Linked DNA regions of Mus musculus: all the other regions are linked to region 2. The links are chromatin contacts, called in public Hi-C and promoter capture Hi-C maps. All regions are on one chromosome and are shown on one strand. Each heading gives the region's core, a stretch centred on a gene start, on an enhancer-like site or on the middle of the called end of the contact. The rest is flanking DNA. Distances are from core to core; before and after follow the strand shown.

The links. Promoter capture Hi-C pulls out the DNA fragments that hold promoters and counts their contacts. Hi-C and Micro-C count contacts between places; a contact is called where the count stands out from the background.
Region 1: a contact with region 2 is called in a Hi-C map of bone marrow-derived macrophages, with 41 read pairs. The contact joins the enhancer-like site here to the promoter of Tedc2 in region 2. A contact is called at or near these places in 6 of 39 promoter capture datasets (the C10 cell line, cranial neural crest, hippocampal neurons and 3 more), 4 of 484 Hi-C or Micro-C datasets (bone marrow-derived dendritic cells, bone marrow-derived macrophages, cerebellar granule neurons and 1 more), 2 of 115 datasets of contacts at active chromatin or transcription factors (bone marrow-derived macrophages and fetal liver) and 3 of 9 other capture datasets (adipose tissue, liver and pancreatic islet).
Region 3: a contact with region 2 is called in a promoter capture Hi-C map of the HPC-7 cell line. The contact joins the enhancer-like site here to the promoter of Tedc2 in region 2. A contact is called at or near these places in 8 of 39 promoter capture datasets (the HPC-7 cell line, the SN4741 cell line, cranial neural crest and 5 more), 1 of 484 Hi-C or Micro-C datasets (bone marrow-derived macrophages), 4 of 115 datasets of contacts at active chromatin or transcription factors (bone marrow-derived macrophages, forebrain, memory CD8 T cells and 1 more) and 4 of 9 other capture datasets (adipose tissue, liver, macrophages and 1 more).

Annotation. Positions count from the first base shown.
Region 1 is chr17:24,306,269-24,308,968 of GRCm38.p6, reverse strand. It overlaps Abca17 (ATP-binding cassette, sub-family A (ABC1), member 17), which reads left to right. Exons shown (of 31, transcript NM_001031621.3): 13 at 1,369-1,523. Among named protein-coding and RNA genes, the nearest start is that of Abca17, 43 kb to the left of the region's middle. Within about 2 kb of position 1,293, at least 2 of the 459 cell types and tissues checked have an H3K27ac peak or open chromatin away from gene starts, as enhancers often do. A contact at or near this core is called in bone marrow-derived macrophages, where this site is marked.
Region 2 is chr17:24,219,449-24,222,148 of GRCm38.p6, reverse strand. Tedc2 (tubulin epsilon and delta complex 2) reads left to right here and starts at 1,298. Exons shown (of 10, transcript NM_028056.2): 1 at 1,298-1,458; 2 at 1,534-1,632; 3 at 1,839-1,897; 4 at 2,016-2,418. The coding sequence starts at 1,409.
Region 3 is chr17:24,328,776-24,331,475 of GRCm38.p6, reverse strand. It overlaps Abca17 (ATP-binding cassette, sub-family A (ABC1), member 17), which reads left to right. Exons shown (of 31, transcript NM_001031621.3): 6 at 2,688-2,700. Among named protein-coding and RNA genes, the nearest start is that of Abca17, 21 kb to the left of the region's middle. Within about 2 kb of position 1,410, at least 2 of the 459 cell types and tissues checked have an H3K27ac peak or open chromatin away from gene starts, as enhancers often do. A contact at or near this core is called in the HPC-7 cell line, where this site is marked.

The DNA.
Region 1 (2,700 bases), core at 44-2,543, 87 kb before region 2:
CTATGGTGGAGGGAGAGAGCTGGCTCCCTTGAGCTTTTCTCTGCCACCTCGGGTCTTATGCCCCCTGCCACGCACACAACTGAGGCGTGTAAAGAAATGTGTGTTTTAATGATGTGTTTCTAGCCATGCATGAAAACAAACAAAAGAAAACAATGCCGCCACCACCACCACTACCACCACCACCAACAAAACCCACTTAAAAAAAAAAAAACAACAAATGATGTTTAATAAGTACATGGCTATAAAGTCTGTCAAAAGTTTAGCCTATGCAATCAAACTTCATCTCAAAAAAAAAGAGAGAAAGAAAAATAAAAAAGATACAGTTTTCCTGTAGACAAATAGCCTGAATACACCATTATACTAAAAACAAGCACGCGACGGCCAACAGCAAGCAGTGAAATTAAGCATCTTAGTGCATGCCGAGAAGGGCTAGCCTGGTCTGTGTCAGAATGTTTAGGCCAGTCCGAGTTATATGGCAAAGCAAGGGGCAGCTCAGCATTCATAGAAACTTTGTCTCAAACAAACAACTAGAAACCCACAAAACAGAAAAGAAAATGTTATTCTAAAAGAACAAGATATATTTTTTATTTTAGTATAAACACAATATATGGGGTTTAAGAGTCTAGCTCATTGGTAAAGCTCTTACCTGGCCTATGTAAAACCCTAGGTTCAATCTATCTCTACCACAACAAACATAAATAACAAATAAAATGTGTATAAAACTAGGTAAGGTGCCTGGTGTGGTGGCACATGCCTTTAATCCCAGCACTTGGGAGGCAGAGGCAGGTAGATTTCTGAATTCGAGGCCAGCCTGGTCTACAGAGTGAGTTCCAGGACAGCCAGGGCTACACAGAGAAACCCTGTCTCAAAAAACCAAAAAACAACCAAACAAAACTAGGTAAAGCTATATATCTAAAATTTAACAGTAGTTATCTTTCCATGGTGGAACTTATTAAACATCATTTGTTGTTTTTTTTTTTTAAGTGGGTTTTGGTGGTGGTGGTGGTAGTGGTGGTGGTGGTGGTGGTGGCATTGTCTTCTTTTGTTTTGAGATAGGTTCTCTCTGTGTAGCCCTGGCTGTCCTAGAACTCCCTCTGTAGACCAGACTGGCCTCGACTCACAAAGATCCTCCTGCCTCTGCCTCCTGAGTGCTGGTATTAGAGGCATTCGTCATTACCACCTACTTTAAGATTTATTGTTTTAGTCGATGCATATAAATGTTTTGCCTGCATGCATGTATGTGCCTGATGCCCAAGGACGCCAGAAGAGGGTGCTAGATCCCCTGAGCCAGGGTGATGGTTAGGCATTCCTGCTCTTACAGCCTCTGACTGAAAATGACATTAGGATGTCTTCTCTGCTTGGTTCTAGGTCTCATTACTCCATCAAAAGGACATGCATATATCCATGGATGTGAAATTTCAAAAGACATGGTTCAAATTAGGAAGAGCCTGGGCTGGTGCCCACAGCATGACATTTTATTTGATAACTTTACAGTAACTGACCACCTTTATTTCTACGGTCAGGTGAGTTGGTGAACAGTGGGTCTGCGTCCACTCTTGGGAATGGTAAGAGAGACAGTGGGAATGTGTCCACTCTGAGGAACGGTAAGGGAGACAGTGGGTCTGTGTCCATCCTTAGGAATGGTAAGAGATGCAGTGGGTCTGCATCCATCCTTAGGAATGGTAAGAGAGAGGAAGTGGGTCTGGATCCATCCTTAAGAATGGTAAGAGAGGCGCTCTGTTTCATCTGCTTTAGTCTGGGGTTGGGTGGGGTCTTGTTTGTTTGTTTGTTCATTTGTTTGTTTTTTGAGACAGGGTTTCTCTGTGTAGCCCTGGCTGTCCTGGAACTCACTTTGTAGAGCAGGCTGCCCTCGAACTCAGAAATCTGCCTCCCGAGTGCTGGGATTAAAGGCGTGTGCCACCACGCCCGGTGGGTGGGGTCTTTTTAAGGGACCATATATATAAGTTTCTCCACATGCTGACACTAGATGTGGGAAGGCAGTTTCCTGTCTGATCCAGTTCTGTATACACTGACTGGGTATCCTGTAACTTAGACCTGATGCAACCTGTAGCTGGCTAACTCTCCCCATCAACCCAAGCATCCAGTCCCACAGGACCGTCTTCCACTTCAGATGCCACTTGCAAACTCAAGTCACTTCCATAGCTCACGCCCCAGGTTCAGTATTTTCTGTGACTGCTCACAAAACTGGGGAACATGAACTAATAGTGACTAGTTCATTGCAGAAATAAAAGATAGATAAATAGATAGATAGATAGATAGATAGATAGATAGATAGATAGATAGATAGATAGATAGATAGATAGGATGACTACAGTAACACTCAGATGAAGCAGATATAGCAAGGCCTTGGGAAGGGGTAAGTTGTCCACACTCCTTAGGAGGCAAACCCTCCCAGCTCTTCGAAGCATTTATCAACCCAGGAACCCCATATGGAGAAGCTTAGAAATGTTTGCACAAGTTTTATTATGTAAGCATGATGGATTAGTTATCAAGTTTTCCTGGAGGAGGGGAGTAGAGGTTCCGATCGTAGCTTAGTCTTTCCGATGACCAGTCCCAACTCCTAAAGCTACCCAACAGTGTGCTGAGAGTCACCTCATTAGAACAAAAGACACTCCATTCGTTTAGATAATTCTAGGGAATTAAGGATCTCTCTGTAGCAAAGAAAATCACGTATCAAAG
Region 2 (2,700 bases), core at 49-2,548:
TTTCCCACTTGACACTGGGCTAACTTTCTTGCTCTTTTTGTACAGAAACAACCAGGGTTACCTTACTTCTTGGGCTCTAGAACTAATAATTTATATCACCAGTACTGCTGAGCACTGTTCCCTGTCCTCATTTCTTTCAGCAGCCAAGCACATTTTTCACCGTAGAAACAAATGGAAAAGCTGTGTCTAGTGGCAGGCTTCTAAGAGGTGGGAGAAGGAGGCTGCAGAGGCAGCTCATTGGTTTGTAGCATTTGCTGCTTGACCAGAGGACCTGAATTCAGATCCACAAACCCACTCAACCATCTATAACTCCAATTTCAGAAGATCCAGTTCCCTCTTCAGGCCTCCTTGGGCACTAGGCATGCAAGTTGTACGTTGACATACAAGTTTTTTAATTAGGAAATAATTGGGCCGGGCAGTGGTGGCACACACCTTTAATCCCAGCACTTGGGAGGCAGAGGCAGGTGGATCTCAGAGTTGGAGGCTAACCTGGTCTACAAAGTGAGTTCCAGGACATCCAGGGCTACACAGAGAAACCCTGTCTCGAAAAACCAAAAAAGATAAAAGTAAAAAATAATTGAAATGGAGACAGGAAGGTCATGAGTTCAAGGTCATCAGATACATAGTGAATTGAAGGCCAGCTGAGACTACATGAGATTGCACAAACTGACTTGATGGAGAACATAATGTACTGATAATCTATGCCAAACAAGTCAATATTAACCATGTATTGACAAGCTGGCCTAGCTTGGTAGATCTTTGAGGGCAAAGACCATTGCTCTGACCCTTAGCTGCTGTGTTTGCATGTGTCCTATCTACGGCCTCCTGGCCATTCTCTGGGCTTCAGCCTCCCCTCCGCCTATCTATCTACTATCTGACACTCCTCTGTCTCTTGCACAACCTTCCATGACGTAGAGCAGCTTAGCAGACCTATTCTAAGTGCCACATGCTCCAGATTCCCTGGGCTTCATTGTTCACGTCTGGCGCCTGACATTCCTAAGATGTTCCTTGACCCAGTTCTAGCATTGTCTTCTGGCCATATGCTTGATTGCTAAGTCATCCTGGAGTCAGCAAGACCGCTTATCTCTGCTTTCAAAGTAGGTTCGGCAAAACCTGGTTAAGACAAAAAACCAAACTTTAGAGGGTCACGGATGCCCTGTCAGAAGAGCATTATCTGATTAGCCAAATCAGAAGCTATCTTATCTACAGTGGCACTGTCCAGGTTCCAACAGAGCCTTTGCGTCCTCCCGTGGGAGGGGTTAGGGCGGAGTCTGGGATGATGGGTGGAGCTTGAGATGGATTCGCGTTTTGGAGCTGGACTTGCAAGCTGTGCTCAAGATTGGGTAGCCTACCCGGAAGTGGGCGGCCTTCTGCCCGGAAGGCGCGGGACTCCTTGGCGGCGGCAAAAATGCTTGGTGTTAAAGGAAACTACCTACTACCCGCAGACTGCGCTCACCGGTGGGTCTCGTGCAACGGAAGGGAATTGGGCGGACGGGAGCGAGGTTCGGAGGCTCACATAGTACCTGTCCTCAGGCTGGTAGCGGAGCTGCAGGGCGCCTTGGACTCCTGCGCCGATCGGCAGCGGCAGTTGGAGCGGAGCCTGCGCGTTTCCAGGAGGCTGCTGCAGGTCTGGTACGCGGACCCAGGACCTCCTGGCCAGTCCCTCCTCGGACCATCAGGATTATGCAGAGTCCCAGGGCCTAGAAGGCCAAATACAAATGCATGCTTTTAGACTCCGGTTGCCATTGCTATCCTTACCCCTTATCCAGGGTCTGAGGCTGGGAATCTGCTTAGGGATAGAATGTTTGGACCATACCATGGCTGCCCTGTCTTTGCAGGGAACCAGCCAGGACCCCATCTCCAGTTCCAGAAACCAAAGAAGAGGACCCAAGTCCAGGTAAACGTTAGCTGCTTTTTATGGGTGCTGTCCCTGGCCTTTCTCTGGCTTGCTGTCATGGGGGAATCCATCCTGGGACAGTGAGGAGGAATTCTTGCATGGTTCTTGACGTTCATAGCATGTGCACCGAGTTCTCAAGATCTCGAGGAGCTGGAACTTTTGACCCAGGCTCTGGAGAAGGCTGTACGTGTGAGGAAAGGCGTGTCCAATGCTGGACAAAGAGACAGAACCCCCACTCTGACATCTAAGGCAGCCACTTCTGGTGCCGCTGCCGCCTCCCATCCTCGGGCTCCCAGCCGGGGTGGCAGCCGTGTATTGGGTACAAGATCCACCAAGGGTATACAGCGGGCCACAGCCCCTCCCAAGGATTACCCTGAGCACAGACTACGATCAAAGGGTGATAAGACCCATGTAAGAACACAAGACCAAACTACTGGGTATGGACCAGACCTCAGGGACCAACAAATGACCCCGTCATCTGCTCATCACACCACAGAACTCTTCGCATTAAAGGAGAAGGGGTAAGCTTCCCAGACGCTCGTATCCTGACAGGGCATTGAGCTGGTTGAGGAAGCCCCTGGTGCCGACCCGTAAGGGTCATGCACTGAAGCAAACAGGGCAGAACAGGGTTGGGATGGTATCAGGTTTGTCGTTCTGGAGCCTAACCAGCCCATGAGCTCTCTGGACTGGGCGAGCACCCACCCTCCTCCAGAAGCCGTTTTCAAAAAGCTTGTCAGAATTAAGCTGTTAAAGGAGAGGAGGTGAGAAGGTTCGCCCCAATGGGTTCTGAGCCATGAGTAAGA
Region 3 (2,700 bases), core at 161-2,660, 110 kb before region 2:
TATCTTGTTTAAACATGCCTCATTCACTACCCAGTAAATACCCAATAAATTACTTCTTGTAATTTCTACTTTCCCTTAAATTTGATGATGGAGGAACATCGGCTATACGCACTGCTGCAGACCTCCCTCTCTGCCTGCCTGAGTCACTTTAAATATTCCACTCCTGCTTTGGGGGATATCTCCAGGCTCTGCCTCCAGAATTCCTGAACCTGGGGCTAGGGAGATGGTCCAGCTGGTGTAGTGCCGCTCCACAAGCTGAAAACCTGAGCTGAGTCCCCAGGGCTCCTGTGAAAAGCTGGGTGTGATGCCACGTTTATAATCTCAGCAATGGGAGGCAGAGGCCAGCTGATTCCTGGGGCTCCCTGGTCAGCCTAGCCTAATCATCTACCCCCAGTCCCAGCAAGAGACCCTGTCTCAAAAACAAGGTTTAGTGCTCTTCAGGGACAACACTAAAAGTTGGCCTCTATCTTCCACACACATGGGGACAGTGGCAGCAGTGGGGAATGGGAGTTCTGAACACATGGCCCCTGCATGACCCTGCTTGACCCCTGTGTTAGTTAAGGCTTCATTTGATCTTACTTGCTCTTTCTGAATCTTTAGGTCTCTCTTAAGTTCTAATTCCATCCACCTTGCCCACCCGCAACTGGGGTGGGTGGGTGGAGGGAATAGCGGCAGCTTCTTCCTTGAGATCTCATGGTCCTAGCTGGCTGTGCCAATCCCCACTCCTTCGTTTCCCTTTCTGGAGGAGGGAATACACATAGGACTTCTAGAGATGCCTCACCTGAGTTTAAGGCTACCTGCTTATCCTTAGCCAAATACGGAGGGGAAGTGCCCTTTCTCAGGAAACATCCTGTATGTACTCGATAATAAATACCACAGAGCCAGAGTGTGAAGGGACAAGGTGCTCTCTACCTTGGAAGATCCTTGTATAGAACATGCCTTGTCTTTTCTGCCAAAATTTGTTTTCTGCCAAAATTTGTTTTCTGCCAAAATTTGTTTTCTGCTGGGTAGTGGTGGCGCATGCCTTTAATCCCAGCACTTGGGAGGCAGAGGCAGGCAGATTTCTGAGTTCAAGGCCAGCCTGGTCTACAAAGTAAGTTCCAGGACAGTCAGGGCTACCCAGAGAAACCCTGCCTAGAAAAATGAAAACAAACAAACAAACAAACAAACACCCCAAAATCCCCCAACAGAATTTGTTTTCTGATCATTGCTCCATTCCCCGGCCCTCCAGAGGCCCCTCTCTATCCTCTATGGTGTTTGATGAGGTCTCTGGGAACATCTTTCTCATTTCCTGAGAAAGGGCACGTCCCCTCCCTATTTTGCTAAGGATAAGCAGGTAGCCTTAAACTCAGGAGGTAAGGCATTCCTAGAAGCTCCTATGTCCTACAGGACTCTGAAGCTGGCTTGTGACTCAGCATTCTCTGCAGGAAGCTCTGCTGGCTTTCTGAAACTTTCCAGCGTGAGTAAAGGAGTCTTCCTTAGTGACTGCTTTCTGCCATCTTGTCTGCTGTGGAAAGGAACATAACTGTATTTAACAGTGTAGATGTCCCCACCTGGCTCCCAGTTTCCTGGACCTGGCCACTCCATGACAGCCCCCAGCTCCCTCTCTGACACCTCTAGACTTGTGGAGAAGTCACAGCACACCACTGAAAGGCTCTTTCCTTCACACAGAGCAAACGATTCCTGAGTGAGGGCCCAGGAGCCAATTCTCACAGGAAGGATGCAAGCTCTCCAGTTCATTTTAGGTTTCTTGGATGCCCTATTTGTGAGAGGTTAAACATGGACACCAGTTAAACAACTAACTATTCTTCCAAAATTGAGGTATTGTCAACACCTCCCTATAGGATGACTGCACAATTGTCTTGAAGCCTTTGGCCTGCAGGCCAAACTGGAACCCAAGTCTCGGTACTCAAGTTCCTACCCTGATTCCACAAAATATCCTGTAATTGTTTACTGAAACACTCCTGCAAAACAAACAAGAGTATGTAGCATTAGCCAAGATGCTGTCCAAGTTATTAATAACCATCAGTTTGTCCTTCCCTTTCTCAGTTTGACAGATCTGGAGGTTTGCCCATATCTAGACAATGGGACATAGTGGTCATCTCTACTACAGGGATAACATCCCCCTACCTGAAGGCTGCTTGCCCTTGCTTGGAACTAGAGCAGATATCATTCCAGGGATCCTTGCTGTGCAATCTTTTTTATCGAAAGCTGGAACACCACTACACTGTTGAAAAGAGGGCTGCTTATGATAAGGACAGTGCTTGTAGCTTGCCAGCAAAATACAAGAATGTAATCCTTTCTTTATGCAGCAGTCAGCACAATCAGGAAGTCTGTGTCTTTCAAATGCATTGAGTTTAACCATCCTGTATGTACTGGATAATAAATACTGTAGAGTGGATGCTCTGTCCACAGAGCCAGAGTGCGAAGGGACAAGGTGTTCTCTACCTTGGAAGATCCTTGTATAGAACATGCCTTGTCTTTTCTGCCAGAATTTGTTTTCTGATCATTGCTTCATTCCCCAGCCCTCCAGAGTGGCCCCTCTCTGTCCTCCATGCTGTTTGATGAGGTCTCTGGGGACATCTTCTGGCTTCTGTCTTAACGACTAGCCAGGAGCCACCTGAATTTTCAGTCTTTTCAGTCTTCAATCTTTACTTTCTTACACCTGACACTCTGTTTTCTTGTAGGCTACAACAAAGA